Regions from separate parts of the Mus musculus genome. Here region 1 is linked to region 2. The links are chromatin contacts, called in public HiChIP or PLAC-seq maps. All regions are on one chromosome and are shown on one strand. Each heading gives the region's core, a stretch centred on a gene start, on an enhancer-like site or on the middle of the called end of the contact. The rest is flanking DNA. Distances are from core to core; before and after follow the strand shown. Region 1 overlaps Fcrlb (Fc receptor-like B). Region 2 has its middle 12 kb from the start of Gm7694.

Region 1 (6,714 bases), core at 1,285-3,784, 620 kb after region 2:
CTTCTGCCTCCCTGGGATTTAAGGTATGCACCTCCATGCCCAGAACATTAAAAATTATATATAGTTGTTATCAACATCATCATTGTCATTATTATTATTATTATTGTTATTGAATGATGGGTATTTTGATTATTAAGCTTCTTGGCACTGATGGTAGCTGCTTCCTGTCTAGATCAAGAATAGCAAACAACTTAGGAGAACAAAGTCAGAAGGCAAAAAGAGCCTGGACACTGGAAAGGCTGCCCTGGAAGAGCCTGCATTAGAGAGCTGGGAATTGGAACCTCAAGGACACCGTAGATCAGGTAACTAATCCTGTGATCTGAACATCCGTCCTCAGAATTAGCCAAGTGTCCTCTGACTTCCACAAGGGAAGTGGGTACGCTTGATCTCACACACACACACACACACACACAATGTAAAGACATGTCAGTTGTGGTTAATTGCTCAGAGGGAAATGGGACCTCACGTGCTACTGAAGCAGGTTGAAGGATGGAAGGGTAGAGTTGCTACCAGTTCTCAGCCTTTACTGTGAAGCTTAAGTGAGGAGGATATGATCCCGACATAGAGTAAAGTTAGTTCCACTAAGGTTAGCATGGCAGCTGCTCAGCTGCTCCGGAGTGGCTCTGTCGGGTCACATGGGGACAAAGGGTACCTTTGGGGAGAGTCTAGCACTGGATCTGACCCTTAAAGCCAGAAGGGAGAAGCCCACACTAAAATCTTTACTACAATTGAAATCATACTCGGGATTTTGAAGATATAAACTCATTAGTTAATAGGATTTTGAAAGTTGTTTTAATATAAGAGTAAATTCATAAGCCGGGCGTGGTGGCACACGCCTTTAATCCCAGCACTTGGGAGGCAGAGGCAGGTGGATTTCTTAGTTCGAGGCCAGCCTGGTCTACAATGAGTTCCAGGACAGTCAGGCAGGGCTATACAGAGAAACCTGTCTCGAACCCCCCCCAACAAAACAAAAAAAAAGAGTAAATTTATTGTGAATAATTACAACCTGACCCTAAATTGTTTTAAAGTGCTCATTAACCTTAATGGATTCAATTACAAAAAAAAAAAAAAAAGTCACCCACACTGGACTAGTAAACAACAGCTGTCTACTTCTGGATTATAGAAGGAACATACCACAGAGGATGCTCGCATTTATAAACCATTTTGCAAGGTCAAACTCGCCTACAAGCTATCTAGTAAAGTGGAAATCCACAGCACCACGGGACTTTAAAAACCAACAACCAAAACCACAGCAACAGGAGGGGACACTAACAGCCATGGCTCCAATTTGCACACAAGCTAGATAGAGATCCCGGAGAGAAGACACTAGCCTAGCTGTCCACTCGGCCCTCCATGACAGTGGTCTCTGGGGTTGCGGGGTTCACAGTAACGTGAGAATTGGGTGTCTCGGGGGTCTCTGTAAGCTCATGGAGGGCCTGTGGGTCCTTTAATCCCAGGACCACGCGGCTCAGAAGGCCTTTGAGCAGCTGCATCTCGCGAAGCAGGAGGTCCACCTTGGGCTGAAGAGCTTCGCGCGACTGCTCCGCGGACGCTGGCAGGGGCGCGCAGGCGTGTGGCCCGGCGGTGGCAACATGGCCCGCGGGGAACTGCAGCCCTGCAAAGGTGCTGTTCGGGATGGAAGTGACTGACTGAACGGATCTGGACACTGGGGTCTTCCGGAAGGAAAGCGGCTTGTCCCCCGGCCCCAAGGCTGCAGCCTGTGCGACTGGCGCGGTGGTGGACGCCAGATCCAGGACAGGGCCTGCAACGCAACACGCCTGGTCACCCGTGACTGCTCCACGCGGGGCCGGAGCTATCAGGGGCTGGAGGGCGGAGATGGGAAGGTAGGAAGACTGCGGGATGACCCACGGGATGCAGGAGGCAGGCGTGATGCTGAGCTGCCACTCACCCCGCCCAGGGAGCTGCAGCCACGGGCTGCGTTTCCGTACACTCCGGCTGGTGGTGGCGGCCTCACACCAGTACGATTCGAGCTCCTCGACCTCGGACTCGGGGACAGTGTACTCGGCGCCCCAGTCGAAGCGGCGCACCGGCCGGCTGTACTTGTAGAAGGCGAACTGCAGCGGCGTGTCCCGCTTCTGCGGGTGCAGGCGCGTCTCGCAGCGCAGCACCACGCGGCCGCGCGCCTCCTGCGGGCTTAACGTCCTCAGCACCGGTGTCTGGAACAGCTCTGCGGGGAGGGCGGCCTCAGGGCCCTGATGCTCGTAGGCCGCAAGAGCAATGGGACCCCCACCAGGGCCAACCTGTCCACCGCCCCGGATCCCTCTTTTTCCCTTATCTGGAGAGGGTTCCTCCTTGACCCAGAGAACGAGAAGGAAAAGGAGAAAGAATGAGTGGGACGGGGAAACTGAGGCCACGGAGAAGGATGGAGACAGTTTGAGGGGAGGCGGAATCCTGACAGGTGATAAAAGTTCCATCCTAGCTGTCAATCAGTTGGCATTCTCTAGACTTGAAGGGGACAGCTACGGGTCCCCTTCGTAGTGCGTAGTGACGTAGCACGCCCTTCAGACAGGGCAAGAACTCCTCGCTCCTAAGTGGGAGCCCTAGCTAGAACAAGTAACCTGGATATACGCCATAGGGAAGGGACACCTATAGAGCAGCCCGCGGGGTTCAGCCTCCTCTTTCCCCTTCCGATTCCAGCCCTAGAACTTCCCTGTGATCGTCTCGCCCACCTTGCACGGTCACGGCCACCTTGGAGGAGAACATGGGCGCACTCTCCACTGGGATACGCATGGTGCCAGAGCACTGGTAGTGACCGCTGTCGCTGGCTCGCGCTTGCAGCACCGTGTAGTTGGTGCTAGAGTGGAAATATCTCACAGCCTGGCCGTCGTGGTAGTAGTGAAGTTTGTAGACGACTTTGTCGTACCAGCCACGGCAGCGCATCACCAAGGGCTCTCCCTCGAACACCGCAGCATACGGCACTTGCAGAATTAGCCAGTCTGCAATGGACCCCACAGATAGTATTTACTCTTCAGGAAAAAAAAAATCCGTCTCTGCCGAGCTTGGTGGCACATGCTTTTAATTCCAGCAGTAGGGGAAGTAGAGGCAGGAGGATCCTTATGAGTTCGAGGCCTCCATGGTCTACAAAGCAAGTTCCAGGGCAGCCAGGGCAGTTACACAAAGAAACTAATCTAATCTCAATAAGATGAATCCAACCCAACCCAACCCAACCCAACCCAACTCAAGAAATCCCAGCTCCGCAGGTCACCCTTCTCAGTCTCCCTTCCTCCCGCTCCCTCCCCCCCCCCCTGCCTCCCAGGCCCGCAATCCCCCCACAATCCCTGTGGCTGTTTTCACTCCACCGGTCACCAAAACTTTTTCCTATTTTCTGGTCTGGTGACTAGCACCTGGGATCCTGACTAAACAGGAGGAAAGAAAACGATACCAAGGAAGCAAAGATGTCTCAGATTTGGTTCCAGCCCCATAGAGTCTCCTTTCAAAACCAACCATAGACCCCACAGTATGACTTCAAGCCCTTCCTGACCTAGCCCCTGATAACCTCTTCCCTGACCCCATTTCTTTTTAGCTTGCCTCACCTTTCATTCAACACAAGCTAGACCCAATCACACTGAACTGCTCGGGGGGGGGGGGGGAGGTTCTGTATAGAACCCAGGGCCCTTGTAAAGCTATTTCCTCAACCCAAAAGACACTGCTTCTCAGCTTAAATTCAGACCAGTAGGTCCTGTTAGGCCTTATCTTCTGAAGGAAGCTTCTCTGAGAACAGCCTTAGATATATCCTACAGCGTCTTGAATGTGCCACCACGATTACCATCATCATCACCACCACCATCACCACCACCACCACCACCACCATCATCACTATCATCACCACCACCACCATCACCACCACCACCATCATCACCACCACCATCATCATCACTGCATCTGACACTATCCTTAGGGCATCCTAAATGCCATTTTTGGTATCATAAAATTTTAAATTATTTCATCTATTCATTCATTCATTTGGAATTAGGTGTGTGTACATGTCCAGGTGGGTGTGTTCTCGTGAGTGTATGTGCAAGTGTCAGAGGAGGCAAGAAGAGGGTGCAGTATCCTCTGAGTCTGGAGTTTCAGGTGGTTATGACCCGATGTCCCGTTCTGTCCCAGAGCATGATTCATTCTTAACCTATCTCTCCAGCCCTCATTGTAGCTATTCTTCCCTAACAAAGAGAATTCCACTGGCCAGGTATGCTGGTGCATGCCGGTAATCCCAGCACTTGGAAAGCTGGAGTGGGAGGGTTGAAAACCAAGGCATGCTTGGGCTGCATATGCAGGAGACCCTGTGTCCAGAAAGCTTTGCAAGTCGCAGTTTCTGTGCCACAGTCTGTCTGTCAGCTATGGCCAACCGTGCTTCCACTTTAATGACCTCCAACAGGAAACCTCTACAAGTGTAGAATGCTAATTGAAACACTGACTGGTGTTCTTTAAATGCTTAATAAAAATGAACATCTGCCCAGGAAAGATTATTAATCCTCCATATGACACAGCTAATTATGTACTTTGATGGGTATACCATTATTACTTTTCCTATCCCCTTTGTTGTTGTTGTTGTTGTTGTTTGGTGGCGGTTCTGTTTGTTTGTTATTTGTTCAATACGGGCTGTTATTCACTATGTATCCCTGGCTGGGCTGCAGATTTGCACTCATCCTCCTGCCTCTGCTTCCTGGGTGCAGGGACTGCAGGCCTGCACCATCACACCCAGTGTTCTCATCCCTGTTCTAAAACGCTTCAAATATTTCGAGACAGTTGCTCCTTGATCGACTCCTAGGTGCTCATGTATATGTGCCAACAGCAGAAGTTTTATTAAGTTCTTTGTCCAATCCCCCCCACCTGTCTTCCTTCCTTCTTCCCCCGTCTCTTCCTCTGCCTCATCTCTCTTTTTCTTATTTCATTCCTTGTAAAAAGACCTTTGAGAAAGGGTATTGCTATATGGCCTAGGCTGGCCTCAAACTTGTGGGAATTCTCCTGCCTCAGCCTCCTGAGTGTAAGATTACAGATGCATAATTACTGGCTACTTTTTTTTTAAGATCACAAATAATTAACTTTAATTATGAGATCATTTTTCAAACAAACACATCTTTAATTGTTTCCTCCCCTTCATCTCCGTCCCTCTTCTCTTCCTTGTACCCTGCCACCTCCCACCTCCGGTAGCCTCTCTCGCTATGGAGATTTACATGTGGCATTGGCATTTTGACACACCTCCTCTCCACCTCTTGTTCTCCTCACTTGGCCTCCAGTCTAGTGCCATGAAACAACCCCCAGTTTCAATCCCTTTATTTATATTCACATAGACATTAAAACTCAGAATCCTGGCTGGGCTGATGTGGTGGAGCACAACTTTAATCTTAGCGCTTGGAAGACACTTAGAAGGGGGCAGTAGGTTGATCTCTGTGGGTTCCAGGCCAGCCAGCCTAGGCTACAAAATGAGACTATGTCTAAAAAAAAAATTAGAGAAACAGCAAAAAAACAAACCAAAACAAATATGCAAACAGGACTCTGTTTGGGTGTGGTACATGGCTTTACCTCAGTATTCAAGAGGTAGACACCAAAAAATCCTTGTAGTTCAAGGCTAACCTAGTATACACAGTGAGTTCCAGGCCAGTCAGGGATCCGAGAGAGAGAGAGAGGGAGAGAGAGAGAGAGAGAGAGAGAGACAGAGAGACAGAGAGAGACAGAGAGAGACAGAGAGAGACAGAGAGAGACAGAGAGAAACAGAGACAGAGACAGACAGAGACAGAGAGAGACAGAGACAGAGACAGAGACAGAGACAGAGAGACAGAGGAGGGGGAACTTAGGATTCTGGGTTCCAGTAGTGTCAGGAGAGCACAATTTTTGACTTTCTGAAACCAGGTCACCCCACTTAATAAATTAATAATATTAATTTGCTTCATGCTCCATCAGGAAGACGGGGAGGGGGATGGCTTTTGGACCAGGAAATCTTTACTGCAGGCTTCTGCCTACTCCAGAGACTCAAGGTGGTTCTGTGTGACCTTTTTTTTTTTTTTCTTCTTGTCCCCTGGGAATAGCCCGATGTCTACTCTGCCAGTAGGGCCAGCACTCACCGTTAGACACAGAGAGGTGGATAGGATCACTGACGGGTGCTCCTCGTGTCTGACATCGATACACCCCTGGTGCCTGCACCTCGATGCTCTTCTTGTGGGAAGGCAGGAGGACATGGCCCAGGTACCAGAGAGTGCTAATGGGCCGGAGCTCCAGCAGCAGAGGGTGGTATCCATCACATCTCAGGGTTACTCGCTCTCCCTTGAAGATGGTGGTCCAAGGTGGGTGTAGAGTCAGTACAGGCTTCTCCAGAGTAGCTGGGGATGTGGGGGATGGGGCCGTGTGAGGAAGTAAAGTAAGATGAGGTGCTTGCCCAAAAATAAAGTCCCAGGATTGGGAATTGTTGGGAAACACCAGTTTCTGGGTCCCAGCCCACAGAGGAACCAACCCTGGCAATGAGGGAGACCACAGACATGAGGCTGCAGACAAGGAATCTATTAATCATAAGCCATTTCTGACCGTGTCTATGCTCAAGAACATTTAGTCATCAAGATTGGGCAAGAGTGGGGGGGGGAATACCATCTCAGAACAGCCAGGAACTGGGGCATCTACCCTCGTGGAACTCATCAAAACTTGGATGAGAGATGTATAAGACTTACCAGCTTTTCCACTTCTTGGAACTGCAAAGCAAGA
Region 2 (7,536 bases), core at 925-3,424:
GGTATCAAACTAGCTATCCTTCCTTGCATTGGTTAACTTGATATATTGTGTTTCAATAAACTATTAAATTTAATGAGTTAATATATAAGATTTCTACACTAAAATTCACAAAACTGTATTTGTTGCTTTTTCTGTTACTGGAAGGACAAACTATTTGATAGAAGGAAATAAATGGAAAGGGGACTATATCGGCTCATGACTCCAGAAGTTTGCTTCATCACATGGAAGCCATGGCAATAGGATGGCATTATGGTGGCTTTTCACACTTGACAGATCCAGAAGCAGAAAAAAGGGAAACAGATGAAAAGCTGAGCTATAACCCTCAAAGACCAGCTAGATCCTACAACTTTCCAAAATAGTACTACCAGCTGGGGACCAGGAGTTCAAACACATGAGTCTGGGACTCGAGATGGCTCAGTGCTTAAAGTCACTGGCTACACTTTCAGAGTTCAATTCCCAGCACTCATACAACAGCTCAGAACTATATATAACTCCAGTTCCCAGGGATTCAATATCTTCTGACTTTTATGAACACCATATAGGCATGTGATACACAGACATGCATGGAGGCAAACACACCCATTCACATAAAAAATTATCTTAAAAGATAAGGCAAATTAACAAAACACATCAGTCCATAGAATATTTCAGCCCCAAACCATAATACAGCAAGTAAATGAATTAAAACCTTTCACCTTTCCCTAGCTGTTCTTTTAATATGTTAGTATTTGTTTGTAAAATTAAGTGTGAGCCTTTCATGAAGAGAAGGGTTTTATCATTAATTAAACATAAAAATAAAAATTGATTTATCACATTATTTTACCAGTGTGGTCTTTTTGTTTTGCAGTGATTTTTTTCCATTATTTTTTCCATAGTGATTGACATTTCATTTTCATTGACATGCCATTCTCTTTATTATTTTAATGCTCTTTTTACAGATTTATCTCATTCATTACTCTGTGTCTTCTCTTTCTCTTTGATATTAATCAATTCTATCTTAGGCATTTCAGAGTCAGTCATTTATATCCATTTTGAGTCAGGGTCTTCCTATGGAGCCCAGGCTGGCCTCAGACAGACAGCACCCTATTCTTTCCACTTACTGTCCTTTTGTTTTCCTTTTCCCTCCTCTTCTGCTATCAACTGAGAAGAAGGAATTATTGCTTTAAATATGAAAGCTCTATTGAACTGTTTTGGTTTACCCAATACTCATTATAGCCTATATTTCTGGGTTTTTATTTTCCTACAATACTGTAAGTATATGGATTTCTACAATTTAGGAAATCCTCATTTTCCTTGTGACCATCACTAATCCCATGTGGTTTTCTGATATTATTTAAAATTCAGCCCATTCATTTTGTGTCCTTTATCACTTAAATGACAATAAATTCTGGAGTCAATTACCCATCCTTTCTTCTTATGCACCTCCAAGTATACAGTACCCTCCTGATTCATTAGTATTCTTACTAGCATGCTTACTGCAAGGGAATTTTTGTATCCTAGAAAATTTTTAGAATCCCCATTAAAGCTGATCTTTTGAGTGATAAACCTTCTTTAGTCTTAAATACTTTATAATGTCTTTTAGATTTTATACGTTTTAGGCATTGTGATAACTAACTAAGTAGCAAATGGTAGATTAAAAGCTCACAATGTAAAAATGCTAAGTCACTAACTTTAGTCCCTTTAACTTTGTGCATGGGCATCTTACTGAGAAAGCACTAACTGCATTCTCCTTCACAGTTGGTTATTTTTCCTGGAAATTTAAAAGCTGGGTTTATAATATTAAATTTCTATGAATTGTTACCAATTATACATTTTTGAAATTCTGTGTGTCTCTGCTCCCCTCTCCCCACCTCTAACTGTGTGCATCATCATGAACTCAAACATTTGGACACCCTCAATCACTATGTAACTAAGGTTGCCCTGGAACTTGCTAGGCAGCTCAAGCTGCTCTCAAATTCCAGATTCCCTCATGCAGGCACTATAGGACTGCATGGCCATTCCAGACACTATACTTTTATTCAAAGTCTTTCTTCCCATCCGTTTCTCTCCTCATCTGGAATGTCTAGTTAAGAAGTGTCATCTCTCTTAATTTTTTTCCTCCACAAACTACCCGTGGGTGGAATGATGTTAGTGTAAATACCAGCTACTCTAGGCAGAGGGCAGCATTTATTAATGCCATTTTTGTCATGAAAAATCTTTTGTGGAAGGAATGAGAAACTGCGATCCTAAATCAATCCACACGGGGTCAGGCAGCCATCAAGAAAAATAGTACCACAAGGATTTTTGTTTTGTTTTGTGTGTGTGTTTTTTTCCCAAGCACTGTTTGAGTAACCATGGTAGCTGCAAAACCTGACCGATTTTCCTTGGCAGGTATTTGCCAAACAGAACTCAGTGCCCAGTTGAACGCTTGAACTTCGGAGTCGATAACCAGGTAAGCACATAAGCCGTCCCTCCAGGGGTTTGTAAGCACTCCTGCCTCTTGGCTCCATCGTCTTCTGCAAGAGGAAATGCTTACATGTCAGCGCAGATTCTTACAAACACCCTGGAAAATCAATGTTTTGTGGAGACCCTAACAGCAGCTTTGTTATTGGCTGACATGGATGATCGACAAAGTCCTTAAAATCCCTAAAGTTTTGATCTGGGGCCTAGGAGACAAGGATAAGGTCTCTTACTTTGAAGTGTTACCATAGGGGTTCCATGAAATTCCTAGCACCATTTAAAAAACATAGTCTGCTGTTCCCTCTTCTGGAAAAAGAACAAGGGGTAGAGAAAAGGGTCTCTAAATTCCCATTTTGAAAGAATAATCAGTGTTTGGAGAAATTCCATTTATCCTTGGAGAAGGTCAAACTCAAAAAGATATTTCTAGGCCATGACTAGTTCCTGGAATTGCTCATTAGACTGGTGTGATGGAAATGCACAGAGTTACCGGATGGTGGCAGGGAAGATGAGTGACATCTCCACCACCCCTCATCCTCCACCCCCACTCGTGCACACATGATAACCCTGGCCTTCTGGGGCTCACTTTTCTTTTCATCAGGTGTATGGTTCATAGCCCTCCACCTCTCCCGCCCCCCCAGTCCTGCCAAGATAGCTCCCCTCAAGATGTGAGAATTAATGAGATCATGCACGTCGGGTTTTCTGACCACAGTAAAAGCTTATCTGTGTCTGGAAAATGGGCTTAATAAGATTATAGCATTCCAGAAAAATTCAAGTGAGAGGGCATGTGCAAACTGATCAGAACAATTGCTGGACTAACTACATAGGAGCTTCAGAGATACAATTAACCACCAGTGAAGGCCTAGAATGGCAAATGGATTATTAAGAACTGAAGATGGTATGAGCCCTGTCCCAAAAGCTCTCAGAGACTTGAGGAGAGACACAAAAGGCTGTACTGCTCTGCAAACCACCTGGGACTATATGACCACACAGCATGGGGTAGGGTGGGGTTTGAGGGTGAATATTCCCCATATGTTGAGGGTGAATATTTTCCATATGTTTAAGCGTTTGCATACTTGGTCCCCCAGCTGATTGGTGCTATTTGGGAACATATAGCTCAGCCTGGCCCAGACCTTGTGACTTCACATTCACAATAGACTGGGAACAGCAGAAAGAAACAGAGGGAGGGGAAGACACCGGTGGAAATGTGAAGGATGAATTGTCAAGGCCTGACAAAATCGGAGGAAGGCGCAAGTGTAGCTGAGGCAGTGGTGGTGGCGATTACCTGTAATCCCAGCACTTGGGAGGCTGAGACAGGAGGGTTGCAAGTTCAAGCCTATCCTAGGCTATGTAGTCAAACCCCAACTCCAAAAACCAAAACTAAAACAAAGGCAGGGAAGAGATTCTGGGCAATTTGGGGTCCATGGGTCCTGGGGTCCTGGTGTTCTGATGTTCTGGGGTTCTGGGGCAGAGATGAAATAGCAGCATAAAAGCTTGGAATAGTAGGTAGGTTGAGGCTGGGCAGAGGGTGACCTAGAGTACAGAGAACCATCTGACATCTCACTTCACAGCAAGGCCCTAGTCCTGGTCACAACATACACTACCCAGAGTCACTGACTGATATGGGAGAGGCCGGGCCAAAGTCCCTAACCCATACTCTAACTACTCTTACACGTGAGCTGTAATGCACACAGTCGCTGCCCATACAGGCCAACACAGTATCTCCAAACAATGAAGCTTCCCCAGCCAAACCTTCTCAACTACAAAGCATTCTCCAGCTCTGCTCTTTGTCCCAGACAACACACAGGACTAACTATGCCACGAAGGCTAATCTAAACAGTTTACGAAGAACCAAGGGGCACATGGGAAGTCTGGGCCGGTCAACTGCAGGTGTTGGGAACTCATCTACAGTGCTGATGTCTCAAGCTGGTTGGACTTACTTCCCTCTGCCTCGGAAGTCCAGGCTTGACTACCCTTCGGTGGCTGGGACAATCCCAAACTTCCTGGGGAGCAGTGCGTTGGCCCACGGTGTAGGCTGAACATCAGATCGAGCCAACTAGGATTATGTAAGAGGCACAAGCTTCGGACAGATAAGGCGGCAAACAGAGGGATGCTTTAAGGAAGAAGGTAGCTAAGCAGATGGCATTGGGAAGAGCTGACTATTGAAATGGTAAAAGGAGAAGAATGCTGCAGTTTGCTGGGGGGTTTGATTTGTGGGCCTTTTTCTTTTCCTATAGTAAAGGAAAACACAGGCCATGTTTTCTGCTCCATGCAACCAACATAAACTTAAGCAACTCCCACGGGAGAGAATGCAGTCTGGTGTATTCCAGTTGGTCCTTAAATATTTCTTCAGGCCTGCTTCTCTGTCTGTATTAATAGCCACGTTTCCTGGGGGTAGAGCTTCCCCAGGCTCCCTTGGGCTGGCCTATTCATCATGGCAGCAGCTGGAGATAAGCTGGACACAAAGACTCGTGTCTCAAGAGGGTCGGTCCCTAGATACCGAAAGTGGAGGAATTTTCTCATTAGTACGAAGTTGGTGGTGGGAAGACTGGGCTTTCATCCTGTGCCCCTGGTGAACATGACAGTAGGGAGGAAGGCTCACCGGAGGGGGAAAGACCTCCACAGGGATTTCACTGCACAACTGGAAGATTCTGAAGCAAGCTTTCTTGAGAGATGAAAAGCAGACACGCCACTTGTACTTAGGAGATAGTGAGTCTGAACACATGATCAATCTGTGCTTGTCCCTACTCCCAGGAGAGCCATGGTGGTGGTGGTGGTGGTGTGCTTCATGTGAGGTGTTATAAACCTGGAGGACCTTGTGGGGAGCACTGCTGAGTGAAGCCTAGATGACCCAGAGGGTCAAAATCTCAAGAGCTAATCATGGCCAGGCCGGGCTTGGAAATTCAGAGGTTTGGGATGGCAGGGAATGAAGAGACAATGGAAGCCTACAAAGTTCCTGAACATTCTTAGCATTCACATACCTCAGATTAATTCCAAAACTGGTGAGAAAGCTGACCAATAGGAAATTCTCTGAGTTGGGAACAGCATCTGGGGTGCAGGCTCAGAATTTCAACCAGGGTTCCCCACTAGCATTGCACTGACCCAGCAAACCAACTAGAGTTCTCAGTAGCCTAGACTGTCAATGTCCTTTAGCAATTGGTTTAAGCCCAGAGGAAATGGGCCCTCTTGCAGCTGAAATGAATTGGCCTGCTTTGGGTGATTCTGTCTGTGCTCTAACACATCTTGTTAGCACAGTACCTACAGGAGAGGCATGGCATCCTCGTCCACTGTTAAGAGAGGGCCCCGTATTGTCACCAGTGTCTAAATTAAAATGCATCTTCCCCCTCTAGTTTCTAGACCAGATTAGAGGACAGCTTTGAAAAAGTGTCATATGCACACCCACTTCTACACTTATATTTTAAAAATCCCTACTTTTTTATAATCATTTCTGCATACTTGACTATAGGCAATAAAATAAAACAAAAATGTTGCACAATTGTGGGAAAGGAGAGCATGATGTAGCAGGCGCATTTTAACACCTGATTGATGACAGAAGAAGAGCCCAAAGCCATCCAATAGAAAAGGTCACCTAAAGAATGGTCACTGCAGCACAGACTTAAAGAAAAATGTTGCTGTTGTTAAGTATTTTCAACGCCTTTTCCCATGCATAGCATATCACTGGGTTGGTTTTTGTTACTCCTGCTTTCCTGGAATAACATAGCTGTGCTCTGCAGTGGGGAAAGCCAGCTAGCTTAAAAAGTCCATCCTTCCTTCCTTCCTTCCTTCCTTCCTTCCTTCCTTCCTTCCTTCCTTCCTTCCTTCCTTCCTTCCTTCCTTCTCTCTCTTTCTCTTTCTTTCTTTCTTTCTTTCTTTCTTTCTTTCTTTCTTTCTTTCTTTCTTTCTTTCTTTTCTTTTCTTTCTTCCTTTCTCCCTCCTCTCTTTCTCTCTCTCTTTCTTTCTTTCTTTCTTTCTTTCTCTCTCTCTCCCTCTCTTTCTTTCTTTCTTTCTTTCTTTCTTTCTTTCTTTCTTTCTTTCTTTCTTTCTTTCTTTCTTTCTTCTCTCTCTCTTTCTCTCTTTCTCTTTTGCCACCTCTTGGAAGCCACAGCCATAAGATGCAGAAAAGGCCAGAGACTTGCCCTCATGTAAAGATGCTCATGACACAGAACCAGGAGCCTCAGCATGCTGGACTGTAGACTCCAAACCCTGGCTTAGTCATGGCAGCAAATGTCTAGACAGAAAGGACCCATTTTTCCCTCCTTTGGTAATGTGAATGGCCGTGTGAACACAACAGATGTCCCTTTCCCTCCAGAGCCTCCTGCTTCCTCTCTACCTTCTTTCTATTAAGAGAGTCAATAGATTGATTCTCTAGAGTACTGAACCTTCTACTTTCTTAATGCTGCAACATTTAATATAGTTCCTGTTTGTGGTGACCCCCAACCATAAAATTATTTCTGTTGCTACAGTTCATAACTATAATTTTGGTAGTTATGAATTGTAATCTAAGTATCTCTGTTTTCTGATGGTCTTAGGTGACCCCTATGAAACAGTCATTTGACCCCCATAGGGGTTGCGACTCATAGGTTGAGAACCATTGCTCTAGAGCATGGAACTGCTGCTCTAGGGCATGGCTCCTCCGGATCCTGAGATCTGACAACATTAATGGTGAAGGGACTCCTCATCAGCTCTTGTTTAAGTCACATTCTCTCAGTAAATGACATCTAGGGTTGTTGTAGTTCAAAGCAGCCATGGAAGCAATTTCCCTAAAGTCGACAGCTTTGAGTATTGTGCTGATAGCTGCTGATGCTAACTCCCTGCGAGGTCGTTGCTCTGGTCTCTGTGGGGAAGAATGTACACATGAGCATGGGGTTCTGCTCATTTATGATGGAAGTGGGCTATGGACCCTAGGGTAAGATCTTCAAGGAGAAGCCTATGGGCATTGTGTTTCCTTACAGATCTCCCCCAAGGAGGGCTGGATATGTACACATCATGTTGATGATACAGTAACAGTCATGTATGGAGACCCTTACAGCAGTCAGTCAGTCAGTTACATAAAAAATGGTCTGTCCTAACTTGTCCTCATTACTCTACAGGCCTCAAGAT

The links. HiChIP or PLAC-seq counts read pairs in DNA pulled down with a chosen protein or histone mark.
Region 1: an H3K4me3 HiChIP or PLAC-seq map of forebrain shows a contact between it and region 2, with 4 times the contacts expected there. The contact joins two enhancer-like sites. A contact is called at or near these places in 1 of 39 promoter capture datasets (hippocampal neurons), 1 of 484 Hi-C or Micro-C datasets (the G1E-ER4 cell line), 2 of 115 datasets of contacts at active chromatin or transcription factors (astrocytes and forebrain) and 1 of 9 other capture datasets (embryonic stem cells).

The regions. Positions count from the first base shown.
Region 1 is chr1:170,905,942-170,912,655 of GRCm38.p6, forward strand. It overlaps Fcrlb (Fc receptor-like B), which reads right to left. Exons shown (of 6, transcript NM_001029984.2): 2 at 6,681-6,701; 3 at 6,084-6,338; 4 at 2,691-2,957; 5 at 1,910-2,188; 6 at 1,332-1,762. The coding sequence ends at 1,332. Among named protein-coding and RNA genes, the nearest start is that of Fcrlb, 3.6 kb to the right of the region's middle. Within about 2 kb of position 2,535, at least 62 of the 459 cell types and tissues checked have an H3K27ac peak or open chromatin away from gene starts, as enhancers often do. A contact at or near this core is called in forebrain, where this site is marked.
Region 2 is chr1:170,290,492-170,298,027 of GRCm38.p6, forward strand. No RefSeq gene overlaps it. Among named protein-coding and RNA genes, the nearest start is that of Gm7694, 12 kb to the right of the region's middle. Within about 2 kb of position 2,175, at least 67 of the 459 cell types and tissues checked have an H3K27ac peak or open chromatin away from gene starts, as enhancers often do. A contact at or near this core is called in forebrain, where this site is marked.